3 separate regions of the Mus musculus genome follow, and regions 1 and 3 are each linked to region 2. The links are chromatin contacts, called in public Hi-C maps. All regions are on one chromosome and are shown on one strand. The core of a region is the stretch at or near the end of the contact, and the rest is flanking DNA. Distances in the headings are between cores, read along the strand shown. Region 1 has its middle 6.5 kb from the start of Gm29845. Region 2 holds the start of Ednra (endothelin receptor type A). Region 3 overlaps Ednra (endothelin receptor type A).

Region 1 (4,626 bases), core at 1,120-3,619, 47 kb before region 2:
AGTTGGCTAATGTAGCTTAATTATAATACACGAGCTTGAATGTAGGCACCAGCACTGCTATTGAAATACACATTTGTGACTTTGAGCTACCTATAACTGCTGTATCCTCAGGCCACCTGTAGGGGCGCCATTCTGCCCGCACTGTCCTGTAAAGCGCAATCTGATCCCTATATGAATTCTTCCACTTCAGCTGAGACTAAATCTGACCATGAAGGTAAGAAATCTTTAGATCCATTTCCCGGATGGACCCAGCCATGTGTTTGGGGGTCTGAATAAATACTGGCTTCAAAGAGAGAAAAAGCACAAAACCACCCTAATAAGCCTGGTTCATCTCTCCACTAGTAAGAATATTCTCCCTCCCCCTGCACTGTCCCCTCCTCCTCCCCCTGCACTGCCCCTCCTCCTCCCCCTGCACTGCCCTCTCCTCCTCCCCCTGCACTGCCCCCTCCTCCTCCCCCTGCACTGCCCTCTCCTCCTCCCCCTGCACTGCCCCCTCCTCCTCCCCCTGCACTGCCCCCTCCTCCTCCCCCTGCACTGCCCTCTCCTCCTCCCCCTGCACTGCCCCCTCTTCCTCCGGCTCCATTAACCTTGCAGTGTACCTCAGGGTTTCAGATAAGAAGAGCATTCTTCTCTGTGCGTCGATAACCCCCAATCCATAGCAATCAATCTACAGCCGGTAAAGAATGGCCAGGGGCCTTTTGAAAAAAGTCTTTCAAAGAAAATCAGTTACTAACAAAAATCATGAACCACAGCAAAAGATATGTGCAAGAAATACCACAGAATGACCAGAGAATGATTCACAATGTTATATAATGTCCTCAAATCTCCCAGAGTCTTCAGAGAGTCCTGCAACCTTTGCCTGTTTTATGCTTGCCACTCCTAGTCATCTGAGCAGGGTCCAGACAGCTCTTTGTGTGTGGCCATTCTGCCCAACAACAGATATCAGGCAAGCCTCCACCTAAACATCTGCGTGGGACTGTGCTGTGCACCAAGCTTTACAGAGCCAATGGGGTAGCAGGGGAAGAGATGGGACTCTGAAGGCCAAGAGACCTAGGGTTAGCTTTCAACTTCACTGCTTCAGGAAAGTCACTGCTCTGCATCTCCCTTTGCATGTCTCCTAAAGCTTTCAGTGGATACTGCTCTACTCACAGCCTGTCAAGTGCTTGGCACAGAGCCCAGAAGACTCTAATTGTACTGTGACGCTAGTCGCTAGTCACTACCTAAGGGTGACGCCATCATAATTACCATTCCTTTATCTCACAAGGCTTTCTTAGGTAAGGTCAGAAAAAGTCTAAATGGAGAGGACCACCCAAGCCCTCTCATATCTAAACTGTTTCATTGTCCCCCGTTAGCCACAGGAGATATATTGTAGACAGGCCATGCCTTTCACCTAAAAGTGTCTCAGACCCCAGAAGGCACACCAGCATTGCTCTTAAGAGTTAACACAAGCTCCCTGTCTTCCTGTGAAAGCAGTAGCCAGCTGCAAATGGACTCTTGTCCCAAAGTTGCTTTTACAGTAAAGGATGCCATTGCTACTAAACCAATGGTCAAGGGATGGGTGGTGTAGTGGCTATTTCTGGTTGTCAACTTGACTATATCTGGAATGAACTACAATCCAGAATTGGAAGGCTCACCTGTGATCCTAATCTAGAGGCTGGGAGATAGAAGTTTCTGGCCTAGATCTTGAAGCATAATGGCTATAAATCCTAGAAGATTAAGACAGGGAGATCTCTGAGTTCCAGGTCATGTGGGACAAAGCCCCAGATCCAGGCGTGGTGGCACACACCTTTAATCTGGGCCACACCTTCTGCTGGAGACCTATATAAGGACATTGGAAGAAGGAAGATTTACTCTCTCTTCTTCACCTGCGTACCTTGTGGGACTGAGCAACTGCTAGATCCTTGGACTTCTATTCACAGCTGCTGCTGACCATTGTTGGGGAGTTGGACTACAGACTGTAAGTCATCAACAAATTCCCTTACTATATAGAGACTATGTGTAAGTTCTGTGACTCTAGAGAACCCTGACTGATACAGGTGGTTCTAAAACAAGCCTCACTAACTGGTTGCTGACAGATCTGGCTTTGAGGGGGTGGAAGTGGATCTTCCATGTGTTCCATCAATGACAGGTCAGTTGAAAAACGTTGGCCTATTTTGAGAACAAAATTGAAATTGGCCTTTTATGAGTGTACAAAAGCAGACAGATGGTATCTGCAATTATTTATTTCTTTGCCTTTATGGAATTACTGTTCCCTGAAGCAGGTGGCCTGAAGCAAGCTGTGTCCACTGTTTCCAGAACCATCCATGTTTGTACATCCAGTCTCTCTGCACACTCAAAAAAAAAAAATCCAATAGGCACTAAACAGAAACAGGCTCACTCAGGAAAAAACAGGTCTGTGACGCACACAGCTCAACCCACGGTAATCCCAACTGTTCTCCCTCCTTGCTTGCTCAATTAAACGGATGATTTTTAGCTCTTTGCTTATTTGACCTTCTGAATGCTTTCTGAAGCAATATGTGGTTGTTCTCACAGCTTGCTGGGGACAGCCCTTCCTGAACTCTTGTCAACACTCAAGCTTCTCTGCTTCTCTTAGAGGTTTTTCTCCACCCAACCTCCTCACTTGTACCATGGATCGTGCCAGGATTTCCAACTCTGTGTCACCTTTAAAGCAGAGACAATCCCATGGCACATGACACTTCCTACTGGGAGAAAGTGAAAGTGAATGATACATCTCAGGTAGAGGAGATTTTACATTTAAAATAATAATAATTTATGTGCCTCAAATAAAGCAACATAAGGCAAAGCTTTTCGTATACATCCTATTTACACATCAGGAAGTGGCCTTCTGCAGTCAGGCAGCACCCCAGTGGAGGGGTAAGGACACCAACCCACCCACAAAACTTTCAATCCGAAATTTGCTATGTCTAAAAGAAATGTAGGACAAAGAGCAGTTACTGACAGAATGGCTAACCAATAACCAGTCAGTTTGAGACCTACCCCACGGTCAAGCACCAACCCCTGACACTATTAATGGTACTCTGTTATGCTTGCAGACAAGAGCCTAGCGTAACTGTCCTCTGAGAGGCTCTACCCAACAGCATACTGAAACACATGCAGATACCCACAGTCAAACATTGGGTTGAGGTCGGGGACTCTTATGGAAGAGTTGGGGGAAGGACTGAAGGCCCTGAAAGGGATGGGAACTCCATAGGAAGACCAACAGACTCAACTAAGCTGACCCCTTGGGAGCTCTCAGAGACTGAGTCACCAATCAAAAAAAGCATACATGTGCTGGATGGAGGCCCCCTCGCACAAATGCTTCCCTCCAGTATGATAATGAAACAGTAAGCTAGCCCCAGTTTAATAGTTGCATTTATAAGAGTTGTCTTGGTATCTCTTCACAGCAGTAAAACCCTAATTAAGACAAGAAATATGGGGGCTCGCCAGGCAGTGGTGGTGCACACCTTTAATCCCAGCACTCAGAGGCAGAGGCAAGGCAAATCCTCTGAGTTTGAAGCCATTCTGTTCTATAGAGCGAGTTTCAGGACATCCAGGGCTACATAGAGATCTTGTCTCCAAAAAACCAAATAAACAAACAACAAGAAATGGTGGGGATGTAGATAGAATGATCCGGGAGGCAGGCAGCCTAGCCAGAAGGATGAGCTCCGGGTCAGTGAGACACGCTGTCTCAAAACATAATACGAGGACAACAGAGGTAGACTCCTAATGTTGACCTTTGGCCCACACAGATACACATAAGCATGTGCACCCATATACACATATTCACATAACCACACAAATACACTCATGCATACATATTGCCCGTGCTTTTGTTCCACTGGCAAGAAAGACGCAACAAACCGGAATCTTCTGCAGCAAAAGCTTTATTGCTTACTTCTTCAGGAGCAAGAGAGAGAATGGCAAAACCCCGTCCCTTTTAAGGAGAATTATCCTCCGCCTAGGACGTGTCGCTCCCTGATTGGCTGCAGCCCATTGGCCGAAGCCCATTGGCCGAGTTATCGTCACGGGCGCCATCTTGTAACGGCGAATGTGAGGGCGGCTCCCCACACATACATGCACACAAAATAACAGCAAAAGGAAAGGAAACCCGTGTGTTTTGTTTATTCTATGGATTCTGTGTGCATGTTTTCAAATTTTATTGAAATGGCACAGAGGAGAAATAAACTATTCAGGAAAAAGCCTGGGAGAACAGAAAGTCTTCTCAACAAAGGTAACGCTGGTCTGCAGCCTCTCAGGATGCTGAGGGCTTTATAACTAGTGTGTGTGCTTCACGGGGAGGCAGAGCTCATCGAACAGATTTAAGTCCTGTTTGAGGCCAAGCTGGGGCCAGCAGCTGCGGTTCCCATCTCAGAACTTTACACACTTTAGAGAAAATACTTGGCTGGTTTCACTCCCTTAACCTCAGCGGGTCATGGAGTGTGCTGGTGGGAGCTGCCTTGGCAACTAGAACAGCGGAGGTCACCTTGACCTACCCACTAACTGGCTGGCAGCCCTGTGACTGGCTACACACACTAGGATCTAGATTCCTCTCATTTATAAAACAAAAACACTCTTCCTTCAACCAACTCAGAGATGATGATGGTGAATTCTTTTCTTAAAAATGTA
Region 2 (4,276 bases), core at 1,522-4,021:
CAAGAGATTGATTGGAGTTCACTGCAGTCATTGCCCTCAAAGTAAAACAGAGAAAAGAAGCTAAATTCACAGCCACAAAGAGAGTCTACAGGATCTCACCTCCAATGAGGCAGGGCTAAGCTTCCTAGCTACAGGTCTGTCTGAAGGCTTCCATAAGCACGTTTATTGGATATGAAGTCTTTCTTAGTTAATTTACTTTATAGATAAACAGAACACACAGCAATGTGGGTTTTTATCTCAACATGAAGATTTGTTTCCTCCTGGCAAACCAGGCATAGTATAAATGTGTGGCTTTAACCTTTTCCAGTGCACAGTACATGAGCACTAAGTATGTCACCATTGTTGTGCAGCTCCCACCACGGAATCACAGAGCCTCAGTATCACCCAAAGTAAACCTCTCAAACGCATGAAACAGTGAAACACATATGTGAAACACAGTGAAACGCATGAAACAGTGAAACACATGTGAAACACAGTGAAACGCATGAAACAGTGAAACACATGTGAAACACATGAAACAGTGAAATACATGTGAAACACATGAAACAGTGAAACACATGTGAAACACAGTGAAACGCATGAAACAGTGAAACACAGTGAAACGCATGAAACAGTGAAACACATGTGAAACACAGTGAAACGCATGAAACAGTGAGCCCCCTTCTCCAAGCCCCAGGAGTCACCAGCTTACCTTCTCTGTGGTTTTGACTATTCTAGGTCCTTTCTGTAAATGTGATCACGGCGTTAATTGAAACAAGCAAACAACAACAGAACAGCACAGAAACACATTCGAAATGGACTCACTCAAGCTGAAGTCCATGTCATTAAGAAGAAACTAAGCTGTCATCTGACCTTTGGGGGAATCAGTTAAACATCAAGGGTTTGGAAGATAACTCAGTGGGTGAAGGCGTTTGCACTGAAGCCTCACACTCAACTTCCCAAGGTCATCTTTCACCATCACACATACTCACACACATACACACACTCACACACACATACACACACTCAAACACACACACACTCACGTACAAATAAGCACATTTCCCAAATATGCCAGTTAGCTGGAATTCTTTCTCTCTGAATATTTAACACAAACACTAACCTGAAGTAACTTGATGCTAAACAAGCAGGCACCTTCCTGCTGATGTGTCTCTTGGGCCCAACCTTAGAAAAAACACAGACCAACATCCATTCTGTTTCTGTGTTCTTCAGCCTCACTCTGTCTACAACACCAACCTTGTTGCCCATTTTATACACATATTCAGGACTGGAATTGCTAGACCCTTGGTAATTTTAGTCATAATTATTTGAGGAGCACCATTGGGCTCCCACTGCTGTTGCCTCAGTAGTCAGGAGTTTGCCTCTCAGCACCCCTGACAATCCAGTTTATTTTCTAGTTTCATTTGTGTTTAAATAGTGACTGTCCTAAGGGATGTGAAAGAGAAATTTTTAATGCTTAATCCATACCACAGTGGGATCAGCAAAAGGTAGGGGGTCCTGGGGGTGCTGTTACAAAGACTAGCCTGACAGACATGTTCAGTTACACAGATGGTGCACTGTCCACGTGCCTAGTCACGGGGTGAGAGGGCCTGGGATCCAGAACATTTCACATACCAAGTTATGAACAGTCTTCTGGAAGAAGGCAATAACTTTTCTTCCTGGAAAATAATGTCAGCCTGCCAAGCTGTCGCCACAAAAGCGTACCCCTTCAGAGCTGACTGAGACAATTTTTGTGGATCCTTCCTAGAGAAACGCTAGATAAACACTAGATTAGTGGACAGGGTAATGCCTGCTCCAACAGTCCCAGAAGAATATTAAAATCCTTTCCACCGAGGTGTTCTGCTGATGGCTGTGACAGTTTTACAAAATGACCCCTGTCAAGTAGGGTCTCTGTGCCCTCACCCTTTAATCTGGAATTGGTGACTGACAGAATTAAGCAGAAGCCCCTTTGTGTCACTATCTGGACCTGGGCCTTAAGTAGGTGGCAGTTTCTATGTCCTTTCTCTTGGGATATTTGTTCTTGGAATCTAGCCACCACACTATGAGGAAGCTGTTGCTAAAATTCTTTCCCAGGGGCTAGATATAAGTCCTGTCTCTCCCTTCTCCTAGAGGTCCTAGAACAAACTGAGGTCCAATTCCACTATAGATACGGTAGGGAACCAATGAGGTCCTAGGGCATCCGTACAGCCAAGCCTTCTTCCCCAGGAGCCCTGATGTTTGGCCCTTATCTCTCCTCCCACTCCCCATCTTATCGTGACTTGACACACTCTGTGATAAAGACACTGCCTTCTGAAGGGTCTCCCCATTCATTGTCAGACATGATCATTTCTCTGAGCACACCCTAGACCCTTCCACAGACTCCCCAGCTCCCTTTTGCCTTGGGCTAAGGCTTAGTGGTCTTGCAGGTCAAATTTGAGCCAAAGACATGCTGTCCACCTGGGTTCCATAACTTCCTCTAAGGTGAGGAGTGCTAACAAGCTAAGCAAAGTTGACAGGAGACACAGCCCAAATTCCCTGGCTTCCCCTGCTGATCAAACTCTCCCGTACTCACGGGCTCAAGTGCCTCGAGTTTCTTCCTAAAACAGGGCACAACCTTGAGTCTGGTCTGTTGCTCTCTACTTTCAATCCTACCCATCCTAGACTAACCAACTTCTCAGGAAGGAAATAGTTAAAGATCCCTGCCCTTCAGGGCCTGGCGGGGGCAGCAGCTTTGCAGCTTGGTGGCTGCTCCCTGGAGGGCAGGCGGGATAGCGCTCTTGCAGTTAGGTCCCAGAGTAGAGAGGAAGGTCTAGGAGCCTGTGGAGTCTAAGGAAGATCGCGGGAGGCGTGTTCCTCCGGAGTTTGCTTTTCCTTGGGAGCCTCGCGCGCACACCCATCCCTTCTAGTCTGGCAACTGTGTCTAGGAGGTGGGGAGCCTCTCTCTGATCCACCGGACCATCGCTGGAGCTTGCAGGCTGAGCAAGATCTCCCCCTAGAGAAGCCTGGCTGTCCGGGGAAGTTTCCCCGAGCTGAGACTGTGCTGCAGCCCTGGTCACCCGCCACCCTGCGCGCCACCCTCGTTCTCCAGCTCAGGCTCCGGCTGGCCCGTGCGCGGACCTGGAGCTGTCTGCTTCCGAGGAGCTCTAAGGTCGGTGCAAGTCTTTCTTTTTGGAACCAGGGCTGGAACTAGGGATAGGGTCGCTGCCGGGGCAATCTGCTGGGAGGAGCAGGGGTGTCTCGCAGCTCCAGGGAAACGCAACAGACCGGCCTGGCACTTACCTCCCGGGACGCCCAGTGTGGGGCGCTTTCCTGGGAGACGAACACTGGGGGGAGTGGGGGTGGACACCGGACAAGACCATTGAGCTTTGTCTCGGATTTTTAGGAAAGGGGAGCCGGGAGTGGGAGGATCTTTTTCTCCACACAAGCTTTCAGGCGCATCAAGGCCCAGGGCGCTTGCTCCAAAGCCTCCTGGTGAAGTTGGTCTCTTCCTATCCTGCACCCTGAGTGCCAAGGACACTTACTGTGAAGAACCAACCTCTGTGGAGCCCTCCTCACACCACGATGGCAGCTGGGGTTGGAAATCTGCCTGCTGGTGGAGGTCTGGGCGATTTGCTCAGTGCTGTCCTGTCCTTTAAAGGGCACTTCTTGTCTTTCATGTGCAGAACCCTGGAACTGTTTGTAGATAAGCCACCTCTGATTACACCACCCTTAGTGGCCTCACCCCAGCAGACCTGGGGCGAAAGCATATGAAAGTCAGAGGATGTGTCCAAGGAGAGTGGATAATTTGTCTTCTCCAGAGAACAAAACCACAGAGAACTTGAAAAAAAAAAAGTTCTTGGTTTAATTTTTTTTTTCTTCTTGTAGTTGTTTCTGATTCCCACACAGCCATCAACTCATCTGTTTTTAAAGATTGGCTATGAAACACCTTGGCAACCATACCATGTAAATTACCTGCCCTAAGTATGTGTGCGGTTTGGGCGCCGTTGGATTTTCCAAATTACTAATGGCAAGTGGACATTTGCTCTGAGAATCTGATGTATTAACTAGGGAAAGCACTAAGGGGTCAGCTTTTGTATGCCACCAAACTCTAGACCCACAAAAGGAAAGATGCTGACTCCATAGACATGTCCTTCTGGTCTGAATGTGAGTTGCTTCTCTAGAGCTCTGGCTCTAGAGCCAGATGCCCGGCAAAGCTTGACTGAAATATACCAAAATGAGCTACAGATCCGTCCTTGGGAAAGCATGGATTCGAAAGAGGTTTCTTTTATTTGGTTTTGTGTTTTTCACTCTGTAACAA
Region 3 (4,505 bases), core at 556-3,055, 42 kb after region 2:
CATGTGCAAACATGAACGGATGGGCTCACTCTCACCCAAACCACCACAGACACTAAGGCAACAGGCCTCCCAGCTGAGGGGAAACCTGCCCCACTACAGACCCAGCCAAGGCTGTGCCTCCTGGGTGGTTTCCGAATCTCAGAAGCCTTCTTCCTGAGCTTCTGACCCCCCACAGCAGGGAAGGGGGTGGCTTAGTTCACCAACTCCTCTCTCTGGTGTGGGGTACCCTCCCCAGAGCCCCTCCTCTCCTCATCCCATTCATGAATCACATGACTCATGTTAGCTTTGAGTCAAGACCCAAATAAAATGCCATTCTTCATTTAGAAGAGAGAATAATAATAAAAATAATAATAATGCCAAAAATTGGTTTCATTCAGATGTGGTTTGACTTTTAAATCAAGGAGATGAGCCATTTTAAAACGTCATTCTGCTAGAATGGCCTTCATCCAGGAGAGGCCTCCTTGGGAAAGCGCTCCCAGTCCTTTGTTGGTGGCCTTTACCGTTGTCCTTTGATGCTGACTTTGAGCTTGAGGATCCATCCGGGGACAGATTTGACATTTATATTTCAGGTTTTCATACTGGAGAATGAACCATGTTCACACACAATCCCTTTAATATTTTTGAAAGGTCATTTTATTTTTAAGTGTGTGTCTGTGTGTGCACATGTGTGTGCATGTGTGTGTGTGCGTGCGTGCGTGTGTGTGCGTGTGTGTGTGTGTGTGTGTGTGTGTGTGTGTGTGTGTGTGTTGTACATGTCAGTGCTGGTGCCTAAGGAGGCCAGAAGCATTGCATTCCTTGGAGCTGGAGTTGCTGGCACTTGGGAGACACCTGACATAGGCACTGGGAACTGAACTTGTGTTTCCTTACCTCCTGAACCAGTGTTCTAATCCTTATAGTTAACCACTGCACATAGAATATCATTAGCTTTGAGCCCTCACATGATCTCACTATATTCCACTGGAGGGAGGAATCACTATTTTTTTTTTAATGAGACAGCAGTAAGATGGGGGAGTCTGGAGTCCTTTAAGAACAATTTTTAGTTTTTAAAACCATATTTTTCTTGTCTGAACCAGATACCGCCCAGGAAGAGTTACCATGGTATTTTAATGATATTTTTAAAATATGATAATCATCTTTGGTTTTGGAGCTGTCCTGAGAGAAAGCATATGTCTAAGCACTTTTGAATTTCTTCTCTAATTACTTACTGAAATGCAGAATGCAATAAAACCAAAGAAAAGTCCCAGCTTCCTCACTCGCCATGGGGCAGAGACAGATAAACAAGCTGCTCAGAGTCGCTGTCTCCACCTGGTTGATGAGCCAGCCTGCTTTGCTTAACTGTGGACTGGCCTCAGTGTAGCCCTTTCACTAATTACTCCTCAATTTTAACTATTATTTACCTTAAGTATATGTTCGTTCTTACTCTCTTATGAGAAAGATAGGAGAAAGTTTTCAGAAATAGAGAAAGAAATTTAAAACCAAGTTTTGGCTTCTGCCCAGCTTTATCAGCAAACGTTATAATGCTAAAGTTAAGTATACTTTTACAAGGGACGAACTTTTCCCAGAAAAACTATGAATAATCAACTGTTACCAGCCATAAAATGTTTTTTCTTGCAGCTGTGATGAGTTTCAAATGTTACTTTTACTTTATTTGGGGGGAGAAAAGAAGAAGAAAGGCGATTCAATGCTGCTCTTTGTGAAGTTAATAGTCTTGTTTAAAGTACGAGACGATGACAGGGTCACGCTATAAACAAGCCCGGGTACAGATCCAACTTGTAGTTAGATGTCTGGGGAAGGAGCCTATAAAAAGATAAAACTCTCTTAACGACTCTTCCAGAGCAGTGTATAATTAGATACCTGGAAACGCTGCAAAGATCCATTAGGAAGGCAGCTTTTCTTTGTATGCCTCAAGCTTCAGACATGATGCCAGTGCCTCCCGTTGTTGATTGGTACCCTCCCTGATCATCTCAGAGACGGATCGTAGGTCCAGAAGTGTAAGGTGGTTTTCTGGGGTGTACCTCTTTAGACTTGGATGTGTTCTCCCCTTGTTCTGCTTGTGGTTTCCCACTGATGTATAAATAAGAGGGAAGGCACAGAAGTGGTTGAGCCGAAGAGACGGGAAATGGACAGTGTCACACTCTGGCTGGGGCAATTCAGGATCTTGTTTTGGGTTTGTTCCCTGCAGCGTGCACTTAAATCATCCTTTATCTTACTCTGCTGTCAGGATCAGGCAACTGGTTAGTTTTGCTAACCCCACTTCTCTTTGATAACCAGATACCCTCAAACTCAGTCGTTTAAAATAACCATTTTATCAGATCTCACTATGTTACGAGTCGGGAATTTGGCCGTTTCTGTGCCCTGTCACTGCAGCTAGGTTCTCTAGTAGCTTGCAGCTGGCACTAAGCTTGTCTCAAGTCCCCAACTCACTGGTCCAGCCTCTTGTCAGGGTCATCTGGAAGTCTCTGGGCCTCTCAGCCTGGCAAGACTGTGGTGCCAATCTATCAGAGGCCAGGCCTGGAACAGGAGGGCCACTGTCAGAACCAGCCACACAAGTGCTCACATTAGCATCCCTTGGCCACCCAACTCATGTGCTTTTTTGAGAAGTCTCTCTGTCAGGATTTTCCCTCCAACCCCTCTGTGTGTCCATGGTGTGAAGATATAAATCAGAACTAACCATCACAAATGACCAGTTGCTCTTAATTAAAGACAGCAGAGGTGTGCCTCTTTACCTTCTTGGAGTAGCAAAATTGAAGAAAAGCCAATGGGTTGCACTGTGAGCAAGCATCTGTCAACACTAGATATTAGATACTGCATTTTAAATCTCGTGACCCAGCATGCTGAAACACAACTGTCATGTAACTAACTGGCCAGGAGACTGAGGCAGGAGGATCACAGAAGTTAGAGGCTAGAGTAAATTCTAGGCCAGGCTGGTCTGCACAGTGAGACTGTGTCTGTAGAATGAGTGTGTCTTGGCCACCTCTCAATGCCTTGATTTAACAATGCTACTGCTAATAATTCATCCAGGAAAGTTGCTAACAATAAGAAAAAAATCTCTGTGTACAAATGTGTTCTTCACTCCTGTGAGATGCTAAACATGACTCATGAAAAAAGACTTATGGAAATGGGATCAATACCATGCCATCGTGTGCAGCTATTAAACTACAAATGCCATTTCTGTGGGAGAGCCTTCCCATGTAAACAGAGCAAAAATACAGTTATAACTGATTTGAGTAAAGAATACATTCAGACTACATTTGCACACCCTTAATCTAAACACTCAGGAGACAGAGGCAAATAATCTATGAGTTCAAGGCCAGCTAGGTCTACAGAGTAAGTTCAAGGACAGCCAGAGCTACACAAAGAAACCTTGTCTCAAACAACAACAATAACAAATAATAATAATGGGCAAATAATTTTAAAAGTAAAAAGATTTTGTTGAAGTGACATTTTTTAATTTAACTTTTATTTTATAATGTTTTTAAGTTCATTCAGTCATAACATTTATATAATATAACAATGGCTGTCTCTAGCCTTACTTTCAAAATTCAACACACAAACTGGACAAAGTAATGCAGGCCATTAATCCCAGCACTCAGGAGGCAGAGGTAGGCAAATCTCTGTGAGTTTGACACCATCCTGGTCTATATAGAAAGTTCCAAGACAGCCAGGACTACATATTAAGACCCTGTCTCAAAAAATAAAGTAGTAATAGCAATACTGATAACAATAACAATAATTCAGCATACATACAGGAAGTGCCTCTAGCCTTGAAGACATTTAAAAATCTACTTATTGGCTTGCACTATAGCAAATGACCTCACATAAGTAAAAGACAGTTTCTCCTTTTAGTCTGCTATCACATGTTAGGGTGAGAAAGCTGAAAGACCCCACTGTGAGTCAGCAGACCTAACTCCAAGCCCAGGCTCCCCCATTCACTGGACACCGGTATGGGGTGTGATAATGCCTAGCCCTTTCTAGTGCATGGGATTCCCATACTGAATACAAGAGCAAAAGTGAACAGCCAAGAGGTCCCTCCTTGTTTAACAATTATTTGATTCTGTGCTTCTGGAGGGATAGCTTTGGTGCATGAGCCCTAATGCAGGGCGATTCTATACTTCAAGGGGTGGGGGTTGTTAGCTTTGGTGTGTGTGCCCTAATGCAGGGCTAGCTTGAGAAGCAGGGAAATGCTCACAGTGTAAATTCCTTTGTTCAATAAAGTAAAACTATGCATGGTAAGGAAAGCAGGCCATGGCAAGGGGAAGCAGCCCTTCCTTCAGCAGGCCGTACTCTGATACCTATTCTTCCGTGGATGGAAATACTCAGGGTGCCTGACTGAATGCCGGTGATTTTCTCAATGGAAGGCTTGGCACAGACAACCAACAAAAACATAAAGAAAAAACATGGCTGGTCCCTGGTGCTAGTTTAAGTATGCTTGGCCCATGGGAAGTGGCACCTAACAGTTGCCTTATTGGAGAAAGTGTGTCACTGTGGAGGTGGGACTTTGAGGT

What was found. Hi-C and Micro-C count contacts between places; a contact is called where the count stands out from the background.
Region 1: a contact with region 2 is called in a Hi-C map of uterus, with 1.8 times the contacts expected there. The contact joins the enhancer-like site here to the promoter of Ednra in region 2. A contact is called at or near these places in 3 of 39 promoter capture datasets (the 3T3-L1 cell line, 3T3-L1-derived adipocytes and second pharyngeal arch cranial neural crest), 1 of 15 datasets of contacts at CTCF or cohesin (the NIH/3T3 cell line), 10 of 484 Hi-C or Micro-C datasets (3T3-L1-derived adipocytes, embryonic fibroblasts, granulosa cells and 2 more), 3 of 115 datasets of contacts at active chromatin or transcription factors (craniofacial prominence, embryonic fibroblasts and embryonic stem cells) and 2 of 9 other capture datasets (adipose tissue and pancreatic islet).
Region 3: a contact with region 2 is called in a Hi-C map of uterus, with 4 times the contacts expected there. The contact joins the enhancer-like site here to the promoter of Ednra in region 2. A contact is called at or near these places in 2 of 39 promoter capture datasets (3T3-L1-derived adipocytes and embryonic stem cells), 1 of 15 datasets of contacts at CTCF or cohesin (the NIH/3T3 cell line), 8 of 484 Hi-C or Micro-C datasets (the HL-1 cell line, nephron progenitors, palatal mesenchyme and 1 more), 4 of 115 datasets of contacts at active chromatin or transcription factors (cardiomyocytes, embryonic hindbrain, embryonic stem cells and 1 more) and 3 of 9 other capture datasets (adipose tissue, liver and pancreatic islet).

Annotation. Positions count from the first base shown.
Region 1 is chr8:77,768,959-77,773,584 of GRCm38.p6, reverse strand. No RefSeq gene overlaps it. Among named protein-coding and RNA genes, the nearest start is that of Gm29845, 6.5 kb to the right of the region's middle. Within about 2 kb of position 2,369, at least 29 of the 459 cell types and tissues checked have an H3K27ac peak or open chromatin away from gene starts, as enhancers often do. A contact at or near this core is called in the NIH/3T3 cell line, granulosa cells, pancreatic islet and 1 more, where this site is marked.
Region 2 is chr8:77,722,947-77,727,222 of GRCm38.p6, reverse strand. It overlaps Ednra (endothelin receptor type A), which reads left to right and starts at 2,771. Exons shown (of 8, transcript NM_010332.2): 1 at 2,771-3,127. It overlaps LOC108167319 (a long non-coding RNA gene), which reads right to left and starts at 3,638. Exons shown (of 4, transcript XR_003947564.1): 1 at 3,501-3,638; 2 at 692-724.
Region 3 is chr8:77,679,516-77,684,020 of GRCm38.p6, reverse strand. The region is part of intron 3 of Ednra (endothelin receptor type A); the gene reads left to right. All of the region lies in intron 3 of LOC105243223 (a long non-coding RNA gene), which reads right to left. Among named protein-coding and RNA genes, the nearest start is that of Ednra, 43 kb to the left of the region's middle. Within about 2 kb of position 1,805, at least 14 of the 459 cell types and tissues checked have an H3K27ac peak or open chromatin away from gene starts, as enhancers often do. A contact at or near this core is called in heart atrium, nephron progenitors and uterus, where this site is marked.